Regions from separate parts of the Pan troglodytes genome. Here region 1 is linked to region 2. The links are chromatin contacts, called in public HiChIP or PLAC-seq maps. All regions are on one chromosome and are shown on one strand. Each heading gives the region's core, a stretch centred on a gene start, on an enhancer-like site or on the middle of the called end of the contact. The rest is flanking DNA. Distances are from core to core; before and after follow the strand shown. Region 1 holds the start of ZNF347 (zinc finger protein 347). Region 2 holds the start of LOC748668 (zinc finger protein 816).

The links. HiChIP or PLAC-seq counts read pairs in DNA pulled down with a chosen protein or histone mark.
Region 1: an H3K4me3 HiChIP or PLAC-seq map of stem cell-derived excitatory neurons shows a contact between it and region 2, with 3 times the contacts expected there. The contact joins the promoter of ZNF347 here to the promoter of LOC748668 in region 2. A contact is called at or near these places in 1 of 7 Hi-C or Micro-C datasets (stem cell-derived neural progenitor cells) and 1 of 1 datasets of contacts at active chromatin or transcription factors (stem cell-derived excitatory neurons).

Annotation. Positions count from the first base shown.
Region 1 is chr20:55,995,220-56,002,717 of NHGRI_mPanTro3-v2.0_pri, forward strand. It overlaps ZNF347 (zinc finger protein 347), which reads right to left and starts at 4,202. Exons shown (of 5, transcript XM_009436195.4): 1 at 4,140-4,202.
Region 2 is chr20:55,817,737-55,825,516 of NHGRI_mPanTro3-v2.0_pri, forward strand. It overlaps LOC748668 (zinc finger protein 816), which reads right to left and starts at 4,959. Exons shown (of 4, transcript XM_063802223.1): 1 at 4,780-4,959. It overlaps LOC129137969 (large ribosomal subunit protein eL39-like), which reads right to left. Exons shown (of 1, transcript XM_054672745.1): 1 at 5,152-7,780.

The DNA of each region.
Region 1 (7,498 bases), core at 2,952-5,451, 180 kb after region 2:
ATTGTGCTCTTAAATGGAGCATAGAAGAGGAGTACTTACTACAGACTGAAAGGTAGTTTAGAGTTTTGTTTTGTTTTTTTTTGAGATGAAGTCTCACTCTTGTCACCCAGGCTGGAGTGCAATGGCGTGATCTCAGCTCACCGTAACCTCCGCCTCCCAGGTTCAAGCGATTCTCCTGCCTCAACCTCCAGAGTAGCTGGGATCACAGGCGCGTGCCACTATGCCTGGCTAATTTTTGTATTTTTAGTAGAGACGTGTTTCACCATGTTGGCCAGGCTGGTCTCGAACTCCTGACCTCAAGGGATCCACCTGCCTTGGCCTCTCAAAGTGCTGGGATTACAGGCGTCAGCCACCGTGCCTGGCCAATTTAGAGTATTTTTTGTTTTAAAGATGGAGCGTAGAAGAAAAAAAGACTTTATTCTGTGTGTGTGTGTGTGTGTGTGTGTGTGTGTGTGTGTGTGTGTGTGTGTGTTTGTTTTTTGTTTTTGAGACAGGGTCTCACTCTGTTGCCCAGGCTAGAGTGTGACAGCATGAACATGGCTTACTGCAGCCTCAAGCTCTCGTGTTCAAGCGATTCTCTCACCTCAGCCTTGCAAGTAGCTGGGAGCGCAGGTGCAAGCCACCACATCCAGCTTATTTTTTTCTATTTTTCGTAGAGACGGAGTCTTGCTATGTTGCCCAGGCTGGTTTCGAACTCCTGGACTCAAGCAATCCTCCCACCTTGGCCTCTGAAAGTGTTGTGATTACAGGTGTAAGCCGCTGTGCCCAGCCCTGTGTACGTGTCTTAATGGAGAACACCACTCCCTGGGTACAGGGATGAATTCCCTTGCAGTTAAAATTTTGAAAGCTTTACAGATTGTGAAGGAAAAAAAAAGTTAAAATTGATGGCACGCATATTGTCCTGAGACTGTGAGTGAGGCTGGTACATGGTACACAATTGCAGGGCCAGCAGCAGCCAGAAGCAGGAACAGGCCATTCCCAGTCACGACTGAGTAGAGATCACAGGTCCTGACAGGTGGGTGGGCCACTTGGAGGTCTTTTCCTTTAGTCTTTGAGACAGGAAAAAACCCAACTCTACATTCTGCTCTCACACTAAACACAGAATTCTTCACCTCTAGTCACCAAAATGTGTGTGTGGCTTTTCCCACAATGACCAGGGGACTCCCAGGGGACTCCCAGCTCAGGGGGGTGAGGCGGGGGTCCTACAATTTCATTCAACTCTGACATTATCTACAAGACAGCATGGGCCGGGCACAGTGCTCACGCCTGTAGTCCCAGCACTTTGGGAGGCCAAGGCAGGAGGATCACTTGAGGCCAGGAGTTAGAGACCAGCATGGCCAACATGGCAAAACCTCGTCTCTACTAAAAATACAAAAATTAGCTGGGTGTGGTGGTGCACACCTGTAATCCCAGCTACTTGGGAGGCTGAGGCAGGCAGGAGAATCGCTTGAACTCGGGAGGCAGAGGCTGCCTTGAGCCAAGATTGCGCCACTGCACTCCAGCCTGGACAACAGAGCGAGACTGTTTCAAAAAGAAAAAAAAAAAAAAGACTGCATGACAAGGTGCTACAGGTTCAGAGCTCAGTCTAAAACTGCCCCCCACTTCAGACACAGTATGCCAGTGGTAACTGTCACTTATACTTTTGAATGACCTGATAAATACTGTGGTTCTCTTAACCCCTCCTCGGCTTTGATTAACTTTCTAGGACAGCTCTTCCTTCTGACTGTTCATCTGTATCTTCTGTAATATCCTTCATAACAAATGTGTAAACTAAGTGAAGTGTTTTCCCTGAGTTCTTTGAGCCGCCCTCACAAATTAATAGAACCTGAGGTGGTGGGGAGGGGGATGTCAAGGGAATCCCCAATGTGTAGCTGGTCGCTCAGAAGTTCAGGTACCAACGGGAGACTTACAACTGGCACCTGATGCGGGGGCAATTTCGTGGAACTGAGCCTCAATCAGTGGGATCTGATGCTAACTCCAGGTAGAGAGTTTCAGAATTGAGTTAAACTATAGGACACTCAGTTAGTGTCTGATAGAGAATGGGTTGTTGGTGGGAGAAATCCGCACACATTTTCGTGAGTGGAGGCGAGACACTGTGTAGAATGTGCCCTGTTGTACTGAGTGTCACAGGAAAGAAAATCAAAGGAAAAATATTTTTTCCTCTTAGTTCATACACTCACCCACACCCTACCCTATTCCAGGAAAAGGGAAGTGGGTGGACTCAAAACTAAATGAGCGAAGTCACTGCTCTCTGGTTTGAATAGTGATTGCAAATGAAGCTATACCCTAATACTAATAATTGTCAAATGCACATCTTACGCATTTTACATAAAGGAGTTTCTTCCATTCTCATTTGCAACTGCATAATTTAAGTAAACGTATTTTAAATGTGTTGCATTATTATAAACCCAGAAACCAATGTCACAATGTCATCATCACATCTAATCAACGCACCACTCACCTGGACTCAGGGTCCCTCTCTTGGTTCCATACTGTGTGTTTCCCTCCCTCATCCTCTACATAGCTCTCATCCTCACATTAGCTTATTTTTTATTTTCTGTGTTTTTCCCCTGGTTCTTTGCGCGTCGTTTTGAGCCCCTCTCATCTCCTGCTATTTCTCCCCTTCTTCCTCCGCTTGCACCTGTTCTGTCCCATTCTGGGGCCTTGTTTCAACTCTGATTCCTCTTTCTCCCCAATCTTTTCATTGTCCCCAGTCTCCATATATTTCTGCCTCTTTCTTCTCCCATCTCTGCTCCCTCTGTTGAATCTCCTCTTCCCTTCTACACCTCTCGCCCCACTCTCTGGCACCCCCGGATCCCAGGCCTCCCCCTGCTGTGGTTCTCCTTCTGCCCTCCTCGTCACCGGCTGTCCCCTCTTGCTGTCCCAGCACCACGCTGCTTGTCTGCCCTGGTTCCAAATCCCTCCTCCTCTCCCGGACTCTGTCTGAGGAGCCTCCCACTTTCTGGCCCTCTCCCTACCTTGCTGTCCTTCATCTCTCTGGACATCGAGCTTTTCTCTACATTTCCCCAGTCGCTTTTCTCCTTCTGCCTTCTCAGCTCCTTCTCTTACCATCTGCAAATCCCTCGCCCATCCTCTACTTTGCCATCTGTTTACGGGTTTCCCTCACTCTTTCCTCTCAGTTTTTCTACTTCTCTCTCTGTCTCTGCCCCTTTCTCTACCTGCTAATCCCCTTGGTCCACACATTCACAGGAGGGTTTGGACTAAGACGCCTGCATCTTGGAGGAGCGCATTTTCCAGGGGCTGGAGCTGGGCAGGCAAGAACACCGGGTGTCACAGGACAGGCCCCGGGCACCTCCCCAGCGCGGGCTCAGGAGAAGCGGTGACTGCGAAGGGGAGGCCTGGGGAGCAGCAGGGCCCGACACGAGGAGGAGGGAGGTGGCGGGGCGACGGCGCCTTAGGAGAGGGGTGGGGTCTGCAGGATGCCAGGACCAGGCAGAGGCGCGGCCTCCCCGGTACCGGGGCTGAGGAGCTGCGCTCCAGGGGCCGACGAGGGCGAGGCTGGGAGGCGCCCAGGGCGGGAATCCACCTCGCGGGTGAGGACTTTAAAAAGCCCGGGGCGGGAGGAGGGGTCAGGAAAGGGTTTTAAGCGGGAGGAAGACGCGAAAGGCCGGGGACAGGGAGAAGCCTCAGAGCGACTTCAACCCAAAGAGAAGCGACTCCGAACCCACACCGCGAGTCAGCTGGGGTGGAGGGCGCGGTGCGGGGATCTTAAGGTCTGTAGCTGCCGGGCGCAGTGGCTCACGCCTGTAATCCCAGCACTTTGGGAGGCCGAGGCGGGCGGATTACCTGAGGTCAGGAGTTCGAGATCAGCCTGGGCAACACGGTGAAACCCCGTCTCTACTAAAAATACAAAATTAGCCGGGCGTGGTGACACATGCCTGTAATCCCAGCTACTCGGGAGGCTGAGGCAGGAGAATCGCTTGAACCTGGGAGGCGGAGGATGCGGTGAGCCAAGATCGCGCCATTGCACTCCAGCCTGGACAACAAGAGTAAATCTCCGTCTCACCAAAAAAAAAAAAAAAAAAGAAAAAAAAAAAGGTCTGTAGCGAGCCCGGGAACTGGCTGCGGAAACGGGGCACGGCGGTTCGCAAGTTTAATCCATACTGAGGGACACTCACGCTCGGCGGCGTCACCTGCACCCAACACGATCCGCTTCCGGAACTGCAGAAAACTGCGCGTGCGCGGAAAAGAGCCCGGGCACTCTGGGGGCGGGGCCTGGGGAGAGGCGGAGTCTGCGGACGAAACGCTGGGGCGGAGCTGGGGCGGGCGAGCCAGGGGCGGGGTCTGCGCTTCCCTCAGCCTCCCTAGCTCGCAGTCTCATTTTTCCCGGTTTGGAAACCCTGGAGTGTTCACCATGTCCCCGGGAGCACCGTTCCAATTTGAAGCAGTTTTAAGGTGAAAGAATAGACTTACGTGGACCACTTATGATAGAAACCAAAATGATTTCCTCTTACCAAGTTGAAAACGGTTTATGTTAAAATTGTTTGCCGGCGGGTTGGACCCAGTTCTGCTAGGGAGTCTGCTGCAGCTCAGGAACGGGGATCTGGGAATCGGGGATCTCGGTCTGGGAACTGGGATCTTAGTGGAGGATCCACGAGGCACGGCGATTGGATCCAGCAATTCCTGCAATTAAAATGTATTTAATTTAACTAAAATGTCTGGAAATTATCTCTGAGGATGATTCAAAGTAGAATGGGAAATGCAGCATCCTACCTGGACGGATATGCAATTTAATGCAGTAGCCCAACAGAACCTCCTTTGCATTTCAAATCCCCATTCTCCCCAGTGGAAGAGTCAAGCCTGTGCTCAATTCATGGGAAGGTTAAGGCCGATAAGTTAGATCACCAAGGGCTGCTTTATTGTTCTTTAAAACATATATTTTTGTAAAGATGGGAGTCTCGGCCCAGGCTGGTCTCCAACTCTTGACCTCAAGCAATCCTCCTGCCTGGGCCCCCAAAATTGCTGGGATTACAGGAGTGAACTACTGTGCCCAGTCAACTACTGATTTAAACCCTGTGAATTTTTAAAAACTAGAGATAAACTGCATTATTTTTGCTTATATTCGTTATTCCGTTCCACACTTGAAATGACTTAACCACAAACAACTTTGACATAATGTTTTTTGCATCAAAATATGCTTAAGTCAATAATTTCTAAATATCCTGTAATTTCAATTTCACTTTATGGGCATTCTGAAGGGAACTTGACACAGTACTTTTTATTTTAAAATTGTAATCTATATTGGGTCTTTTTTTTGTTTCCTGTTTCTTAATGTTCTATCAGATGTGGATAACAGAGTGTGGAAAATAGTCACCACATGACAATTGGATTTCTTTTCGCCTAAAGAATAGTTTTCCAGTATTTCTAACGTATCATCCCAGCACATTCACTGAACTAAAGACTCACAGGGATACCCTTTTTTCATGTTTATAGAGAACCTAGTTTATACCTGCTATTGTCTTATGTACATTTTCATGTCACACAATTTTATCTCCAAACAACACGCTTATTTATATACACCGTATAGTTTTCACTTTAACAAAATATTAAACGTTTCATCTGGGTTACAATATATGAAAGAAAAAAATAAAAGGAAAAATCATATTAAAAAATAAAAAGTAAGTTTACTACAATTGAACATAAACCATGAAATATATTGCTCAATACCATAAACTGAAAATAACATTTCCATAGCCTTTGGAGAAATGCCCTTCCAGTAAAACTGCTTAATCATATTTATTATGTAAGAAACTTTTCCACAGATTTTCACTGAGTTAGTATAAAAACATCTTAGGCATTATAACTAAACAGGATTTCAAAAACATTTTCAACAGTTGTGTTATTTTTAATGAGTCCTATGGGTACAGCGGAAAAATAAATGTAGAATATTACTATCAAGAAAACTAGGGCAGGGCGTGGTGGCTCACACCTGTAATCTCAGCACTTTGGGAGGCAGAGGCGGGTGGATCACTTGAGGTCAGGAGTTCGAGACCAGCCTGGCCAACATGGTGAAACTGTCTCTACTAAAAATGCAAAAATTAGCCAGGCGTGGTGGCACATGCCTGTAGTTCCAGCTACTTGGGAGGCTGAGGCAGGAGAATCACTTGAACTTGGGAGGTAGAGGTTGCAGTGAGCCGAGATCACGCCACTGCATGCCAGCCCGGGTGACAGAGCAAGCCTCCGTCTCAAAAAACAAAACAAAACAAACAAACAAAAAAGAAAACTGGGGTCTTCCCAAACCAAGAATTCAGAACTTTCCAGAGTAAATAATTCAGTGTACTAGCGTCAGTCTCCATTTTGTGATGTTGTACTACTAACGCTTTTACAGCTCTGCACTTCCTGTTCTGCCCATTTGGTCAAACTGATCATGCTTGAGTGCTTCCTCCTTTGTCACTAGATGGACGTTCCAACCACACAAAGCTTCCTCTAACCCATCCCCACACCTTATCAACCATAACACACCAAGCAAGTTGCTTATCTGGGCTCTCACGCCATTTTTGGACCAGCTTTGGAAGTCTACCCAGCTTTCCCCAGAAACCCACATTATGTAACAAACACTCTCATAACACTTCTCAACCAAACTTTAGGTGAAGTTCAATACAGTTCCAGTAGAGAGGTCACAAGTTCAAATGATCAAAATGTTATGAGGGTGAACATACAAACTTTGTCGTTTATCTGCCAGGAAAAAAAAAATCTGAATGTGTCATATTCTTTCTTAAAAGAAAATTTATATATATTAATTTTTCCAATTGCCACTGAGCATTCCAAGGGTAAAAAAGAGATGTTATTGTTTTTATCCATATTCCCTACAGTTTTTTTGTTTCCTAATATGTCATATTTTTACTATACTTGTATTTTCACTTCAGGTACATCAAGATAAATGCCATAGGTGTTATTTGGCATGCAAGAAAGAGACATGCAAAAATATAATAATACTGTGCATATGCATGAAGAGCAATGCAGACTTCAGGGTGTGAGAGTCTGAAATATCCTTTCTGTGGGATTTTCATTATACCACATAAGTATCCCAAGGCAGAGTGTGGAGAGAATAATTCAAGTACAAAATACAATTAGTTTCTGGGCTGAGCATGGTGGCTCACACCTGTAATCCCAGAGCTTTGGGGGGGCCAAGGCAGGTGGATCACTTGAGGTCAGGAGTTCGAGACCAGCCTGGCCAACATAGTGAAACCCTGTCTCTACTAAAAATACAAAAACTAGCCGGTCGTGGTAGTGGGCACCTATAATCCCAGCTACTTGGGAGGCTGAGGCAGGAGAATTGCTTGAACCCGGGAGACAGAGGTTGCAGTGAGCCGAGATCACGCCACTGCACTCCAGCCTGGGTGACAGAGTGAGACTCCATCTCAAACAAACAAACAAAAAAACCAAAATACACTTAGTTTCTGAAAAGTATATGTTGTTTGATCCAACAATGGAAATCATTGTTCTAGATCCTTCAATAGCTTAATGGTGCACTGTT
Region 2 (7,780 bases), core at 3,709-6,208:
AGATAAGACCAACTCTGGCTAAGCGGTGGCCAAGGGTGTAGACAGAAGACAACCCTCCAGGGATGGCAGTTAACCAAGCCCTGGTACTTATAGAAGTTAAGCGTAGGGCCCAGCCAGCCAGGCAAAAACAGTACCCGGTCCCCAGAGAAGATCTTGAAAGTATCCAGGTCCATCTCAAGAGCCTGAGAGCCTTTAGAATTACAGTCCCTTGTCAGTCTCCCTGGAACACTCCCCTCCTGCCTGTTCCCAAGCCAGGGACCAATGACTACAGGCCGGTACAGGACTTGCGCTTAGCCAATCAAGCTACAGTGACTTTACATCCAACAGTACCTAACCCGTACACGTTAAGGTTGCTGCCAGCTGAGGACAGCTGGTTCTCTGGCTTAGACCTGAAAGACACTTTCTTTAGCATTAGACTAGCCCCTGAGAGCCAGAAGCTGTTTGCTTTTCAGTAGGAAGATCTGGGGTCAGGTGTCACTGCTCAGTACTCTTGGACCCGGCTTCTGCAAGGGTTCAAGAACTCCCCCACCATCTTCATGGAAGCACTGGCTCGGGACCTCCAGAAGTTTCCCGCCAGAGACCTAGGCTGCGCATTGCTCCAGTACGTCGATGACCTTCTGTTAGGACACCCCATGGCAGTTGAGTGTGCCAAGGGAAAGGATGCCCTACTCTGGCCCTTGGAGGACTGTAGGTATAAGTTGTCCAAGAAGAAAGCCCAGATCTGCTGACAGCAGGTACATTACCTAGGATTTACTATCCAACAGGGGGAGCACAGCCTGGGATCAGAAGGAAAGCAGGCTTTTTGCAACCTACTGAAGCCTAAGACCAGAAAGCAGGTGAAAGAATTCTTAGGTGCTGTGAGGTTCTGCAGACCGTGGATCCCAAACTTTGTAGTACTGGCCAAGCCTCTGTATGGAGTCACAAAGGGGGAGGACCAGGAAGCTTTTGAACGGAGATCCCAACAACAGCAAGCCTTTCATGAGTTAAAAGAAAATCTTATGTCAGCCCCAGCCCTGGGTTTACCTGACCTGACAAAGCCTTTTACGCTGTATGTTTCTGAGAGAGAAAATATGGCAGTTAGAGTTTTGATCCAAACTGTGGGGCCCTGGCCGAGGCCAGTGGCCTGCCTCTCTAAGAAACTAAATGGGGTTTCTAAAGGTTAGCCCTCATGTTTGAAGGCCTTGGCAGCAACTGCCCTGCTGGCAGAAGAAGCAGATAAACTAACTCTTAGGCAAAACCTGAACATAAAGGCCCCCCATGCTGTGGTGACTTTAATGAATACCAAAAGACATCATTGGCTAACGAATGCTAGACTAAACAAGTACCAAAGCTTGCTCTGTGAAAATCCCCACATAACCATTGAAGTTTGTAACACCCTGAACCCCGCCACCTTACTCCCGGTATCAGACAGCCCTGTTGAGCATAACTGTGTAGAGGCGTTGGACTCAGTTTACTTTAGCAGGCCTGACCTTTGAGACCAGCCTTGGGCATCAGTAGACTGGGAGCTATACGTGGACAGGAGCAGCTTCAACAGCCCACAAGGAGAGAGATGTGCAGGATATGCAGTAGTAACCCTGGACACTGCCATTGATGCCAGATCGTTGTCCCAGGGCACTTCAGCCCAGAAAGCCGAGCTCATTGCTTTAATTCAGGCCTTAGAACTCAGTGAAGGTAAGACTGAAAATATTCACACTGAGTCTCAGTATGCCTTTTTAACCCTCCAAGTGCATAAAGCATTATATAAAGAAAAGGGCCTGTTGAACTCTGGAGAAAAAGACATAAAATATCAGCAAGAAATCTTGCAATTATTAGAAGCAGCATAGAAACCCCACAATGTGGCAGTCATGCACTGCAGAGGACACCAGCGAGCTTCCACCTCGGTTGCGTTAGGGAACTCCAGAGCTGACTCAGAAGCTCGAAAAGCAACATAAACACCCTACTGGGCATCAGTCACAGCCCCGCTGCTCCCTCAAGCACCTGACCTTGTACCTACTTATTCTAAAGAAGAAAAAGACTTTCTCCAGGCAGAGGGAAGACAGGTGATGGAAGAAGGAAGGATCCGGTCACCAAATAGGACAGTACCTGTGCCACAGCTGCTAGGAGCCACAGTTGTACTGGAGGTGCATGAAACCACCCATCTAGGTCAGGAGTCACTTGAACAGTTGTTAGGCTGGTACTTCTACAGCTCACAATTGTCAGCCCTCGCCAAAACCGTGGCACAGCGGTGTGTAACCTGCCGACAGCACAATGCGAGGCAGGGTTCAGCCATTCTGCCCGGCATACAAGCTTATGAAGCAGCCCCCTTTGAAGATCTCCAGGTGGACTTCACAGAAATGCCAAAGTGTAGAAGTAACAAGTATTTACTAGTTCTCGTGTGTACCTACTCTAGGTAGGTGGAGGCTTATCCCACACGAACTGAGAAAGCTCACGTGCTTCTTCGAGATCTTATTCCTAGATTTGGATGGCCCTTACGAATCAGTTCAGATAACGGGCTGGAGTTTGTGGCTGACTTAGTACAGAAGACAGCAAAGGTATTAAAGATCACATGGAAACTGCATGCTGCCTTCTGACCTCAGAGTTCTGGAAAGGTGGAGCGAATAAATCGGACTATCAAAAATAGCTTAAGGCCTTAGGAAAAATTACACAAATGATTTCAGCCCAGGTAAATGAGAGATGCCCCATTAGCTTATTCTCCCCAGTTCACTCTTTCTCCCCAGGTGATTGAGTGTGGATCAAGGACTGGAACGTAGCCCCTGTGTGCCCCCAGTGGAAAGTACCCCAGACCGTCATCCTGACCACTCCCACCGCTGTGAAGGTAGAAGGAATCCCGGCCTGGATCCACCACAGCCATATAAAACCTGCAGCGCCTGAAACCTGGGAGGCAAGACCAAGCCCAGATAACCCCTGCAAAGTGACCGTGAAGAAGACGACAAGCCCTGCTCCAGTCACACCCGGAAGCTGACTGGCCCGACGCACAGTCGAAGCATGAGGAAGCTCATCGTGGGACTCATTTTTCTTAAATTTTAGACTTGTACAGTAAAGGCTTCAACTGACCTTCCTCAAACTAAGGACTGTTCCCAGTGTATTCATCAGGTCACTGAGATAGGACAGCAAATTAAAACAATCTTTCTGTTCTATAGTTATTATGAATGTACAGGCACGTTAAAAGGATCTTATTTGTATAATTCCACTCAGTACAAGGTACGTAGCCCAGGAAATGACAAACCTACTATGTGTTATAACCCATCTAAGCCCCCTGCAACCACCGTTTTTCAAATAAGATTAAGAACTGGTCCTTTCCTAGGTGACACAAGTAAAATAATAACTAGAACAGAAGAAAAAAGAATCCCCAAACAAGAAACTTTAAATTTGATGCTTGTGCAGCCATTAATAGTAACAAGCTCAGATTAAGATGTGGATCTCTTAACTAAGAACGGAGCTGCACAGTAGAAAATAAATGTTTGTCATGAGGCAGAGGTCTGTGAAAATTTGCCTATTGCCCATGTGTTATTTAGGCTACTTAGAAAAAGGACAAAAAAGACCCGGTTCACTTTCAAAAAAAAGAAGCCAACCCCTCCTGTGCTAGCAGTCACCGTAACCCACTAGAACTAATCACTAATTCCCTAGACCCCCGTTAGAAAAAAAGAGAAGGTGTAACCCTGAGGGTCAATAGGACAAGGGTAACCCCCCAAGTTGCCATTTTAGTCCGAGGGGAGGTCCCCAGGCCCTTTCCCAAACCAGTGTTTCAAGCCTTTTATAATGAGCTAAATCTGCCAGCACCAGAGCTTCCAAAAAAGACAAGGAACTTGTTTCTCCAGTTAACGGAAAATGTAGCTCATTCCCTCAATGTTACTTCTTGTTATGTACGTGGAGGAACTACTGTCGGAGACCGATGGCCTTAGGAAGCCCGAGAGTTGGTGCCCACTGATCCAGTTCCTCACACAATTCCAGTTCAGAAGGCCCAAACTAGCAACTTCTAGGTCCTAAAAACCTCAGTTATTAGACAATACTACGTAGCTAAGGAAAGAAAAAACTTCACCATCCCCGTAAGAAAGCTCAATTGTTTAGGATAGAAGTTGTATACAACAGCACAACAGGGACAGTCACTTGGTGAGGCTTAAACCACACTGAAAAGAACTCATTAAGTAAATTTTCTAAATTACAGACTGCCTAGGCTCATCCGGAATTTCATTGAGACTGGACGGCCCCCGCTGGACTATACTAGTCCAGGCACAGAGACTATACTATACTATACTAGTCCAGGCACAGGCTATACTAGTCTGTAGGCACAGAGACCCATCTCCAACAACAAAGAAGAAAAGTTAAAATCTGGGTCCTGGCTCTGGGAATCTAAGGCCGATTAATGTGAACTTTGCAAAACTAGAGCAAAAGGAATAACCCCATCTCCCAACCCGTAGTAACAAAGGATCAAAGGGTACTCTCCCTGTAGCCCTCCCACTTCCACCACGTCTCAGATGGAAAGGGAAAGAGCCTAGGAGTGGCCACAAAGCACCGGCCACCCTGGGGCTGCGGGGCTGCAACGCTGCGCTCCAGGGGCCGACTAGAGCGAGGCTGGGAAGCGCTCTTGCCCAGGGCGAGAACCCAGCTCGGGGTGAGGACGTGAAACAGCGCGAGGCGGGAGGACGCGTCAGAAAGGGTTTTGCGAAGGAAAGTTTGGCGACAGGAGGTGTCTGCACGGCCCCACTGCAGAAAGACCGGGGACGGGACCAGCCTCAGGGCGACTTTAAACTCAAAAGGAAGCGACTCACGGACTCTCACCCGGACGTTTCAATTTGCTCTGGGTTGAGAAAAGAGGGGCCGGAATTTGCAGGTCTGTGGGGACCCCACGTCCCCTATATAGCAGCACCAGAGAACTAGGAAACGCACACGCCGCGGTGCAACTTTCAGTCCACGCCATCCGCTTCCGGGTCTGTGCCAATCGGCGCAGGACGGAGGCGGGACCTGGGCCAGATCCCCGAAGAGGTGGGCGGGGCCTGGGCGAGGCCGGGGCGGGGTGCAAAGGACAAGGGGCCTGGCGCGGGAGAGAAGAGTCTTGGGCTGTGAGGAGTCCGCGGGGGCGGGAAAGGGGCGGGGCCTGAGCTTTTCTCCATCTCGCTCTCCGCGCCTCTGTTTTCAAGGTTTTAGAGGTGACTCCCGCCAGTGAGGCTGGAGCAGCTCAGCAGTCAGGGAAATAGTACCTCCCTGAGAAGTCGCCGTGTGGCGGTAATTGGATCCGGGAAAGTTCCTTGCTATTGAAATTTATTTTAGCAATTTAATTCCAAAGCCTGGAAGTTGTCTAGGGCAGGAATGCAAACTAGAACGCGAAATGCAAAGCCGTGCCTGAGCGAAAGGTAGAATTTCATGCTGACGGTCCACAGAACAGAATAGAAATCCTCTCCCTTTCAATTCTCCATTCACTGGAGTGGGACAGCCCACACTGTGCTCAGCTCCTGAGACTTCCCTAGGGCCACCGTCTGGGGTGTGGAGCAGAGGGCTCAGGCTAGGGAGGAGTGAGGTCACCACCTGCTGCTTAAACACAGCAGGGATGCGGGCGGGGTGGCAGGAGTCTGGGGTCCCAGCTACTCAGGAAGCAGGGGCGAGAGGATCGCTGAGCCTGGAGTTCCAGGCCAGCCTGGGCGACAAAGTAAGACCCTCTATCCCAGAGCTCCCTCCTCCGTCTCAATAAACAAAAAAGTGATTTAAAAAAAGCACTGACATTGTAACAGTGCATATAAGTTGCCCAGTTGTTTCTTACGTTTGTTATTTCATGCTGCAATTAAAATGAGTTATTTTTGTCGTGGAAAAGACTCAAACTGTAAAATATCTTAAGAGATTTATTCTAAGCTAAATATGAATGACCCTCAGGAGGTCCTGAGAACATGTGTCCGAGGTGATGGGGAACAGCTTGTTCTTAGACATTTTAGGGAGGCATTAGACATCAATCAAATACATTTAAGAAATACGCTGCTTTGGTTCAGAAAGGAGGGGCAACTCAAAGCAGGGACTTCTGGGCTACAGGTAAATTGAAACATTTTCTGATTGACAATTGGTTGAGTTTGTCTAAATACCTGGGATCAACGGAGAGGAAATGTTCACGTTAAGGTAAAAGATTGTGGAGACCAATGTTGTTTTCAAGTCTTCTATTGGCTGCCCTTAGAGATAATAGATGATAAGTGTTTTCTATTCAGACCTTTAAACAGTGCGAGATTCTTACTTAATCTCTTCAGGATTGGTAGGGCCTAGAAGAAAAAGATCTAGCTATGTTAACAGAGATTCTTTACAGATGCACATGTACCCCTCACAAAGAACAGCTTTGCAGGACCATTTCAAAATATGGCACAGAAACATGTTTTGGGGTAAAATATTTTGACTTTCTTCTTTGTCACATGTTATTCCAGAGTCAGACTGGAAAGTAAGACAGGATATATAGGACTAAATAAAACCCATCTGATGAGTATTTATGGTTTGTAGGGCATGACTCCCCAGACCCTTTAGATAGGAATTTGGGCAAGATAAAAAAATTAGACCTTGGTCCTCATTCTCAAATTCTTTTTTTAAAAAATAATTCCTAAGTGTATTGTAATATCAAATTCACTTTAAGTGCCTTCTGAAAATAAGTAGAAAATGTACTTTTTATCTTCAAGTTGTAATTTTTTTTCCCCTAGAAACAGGACCTAGTTCTGTCACCCAGGATGGAATGCAGTGGTGGGAACATTGCCCACTGCAACCTCAACCTCTGGGGCTCAAGCAATCCTTCCGCCTCACCTCCCAACTAGCTGGGGCCACGGGCCCTCACCACCAGGCCTTGCTAATTTTTAAATATTTTGTAGAGTCGGGGGTCCACTATGATGCTTAGGCTGGCCTTGAACTCCTGTACTCAAACAATCCTCCCACCTTAGCTTCCCAAAGTGTTGGGATTAAAGGCGAGCTACCACACCCATCCAATTGTAATCTATTTTGGGTGTTTTCTTTGTTGTTCTTTCCTAAGTGTTCTATCAGGTGTGAATAACAAAGGCTGTAAAATAGGCAGTCTTCAAACATTGGGATTTATTTTCATATAGAGAATAATTATGAGATATTACTAAGGATACATTGCACTCAGGTTATTCTGTTTTACGTGGGCTCTGAAGAAAATATAACTAAATTACAAAATTGGCTGGGTGTGATGGCTCACACCTGTAATCCCAGCACTTTGGTAGGCCTAGGCAAATAGATCACCCTGAGGTCAGGAGTTTGAGATCAGCCTGGCCAACACAGTGAAACCCCATCTGTACTAAAAATACAAAAATTAGCTGGGCATGGTGGCATGCACCTGTAATCCCAGCTACTCAAGAGGTTGAGGCAGGAGAATTGCTTGAGCCCAGGCAGCAGAGGTTGCAGTGAGTTGAGATCTCACCATTGCACTCCAGCCTGGTCAACAGAGTGAGACTGCATCCCAAAAAAAGAAAAAAAAATTATAAACTTTTAAATCACCGCATTTCTGCATGCAATAATTTTTTGGCAATATCTGTAAGTTAATATGTACTATGAACTATATTTTTCACTCACATCCCTAGTTATCAAAGGTTTCATTTATCAAACACTAGTAATTAGCTAAAACATAATTACGTTTAGGAAGAAATTAGCATATCTAAAATATTAGCAAGTTTAAAAAAGCATAATGTGGCCAGGCATGGTGGTTTGTGCATGTAATTCCAGCATGATGGGAGGCCGAAGCAGAAAGATAGCCAGTGGCCAAAAGTTGGAGACCAGCCCAGGCAACATGGTGAAACCTCATCTT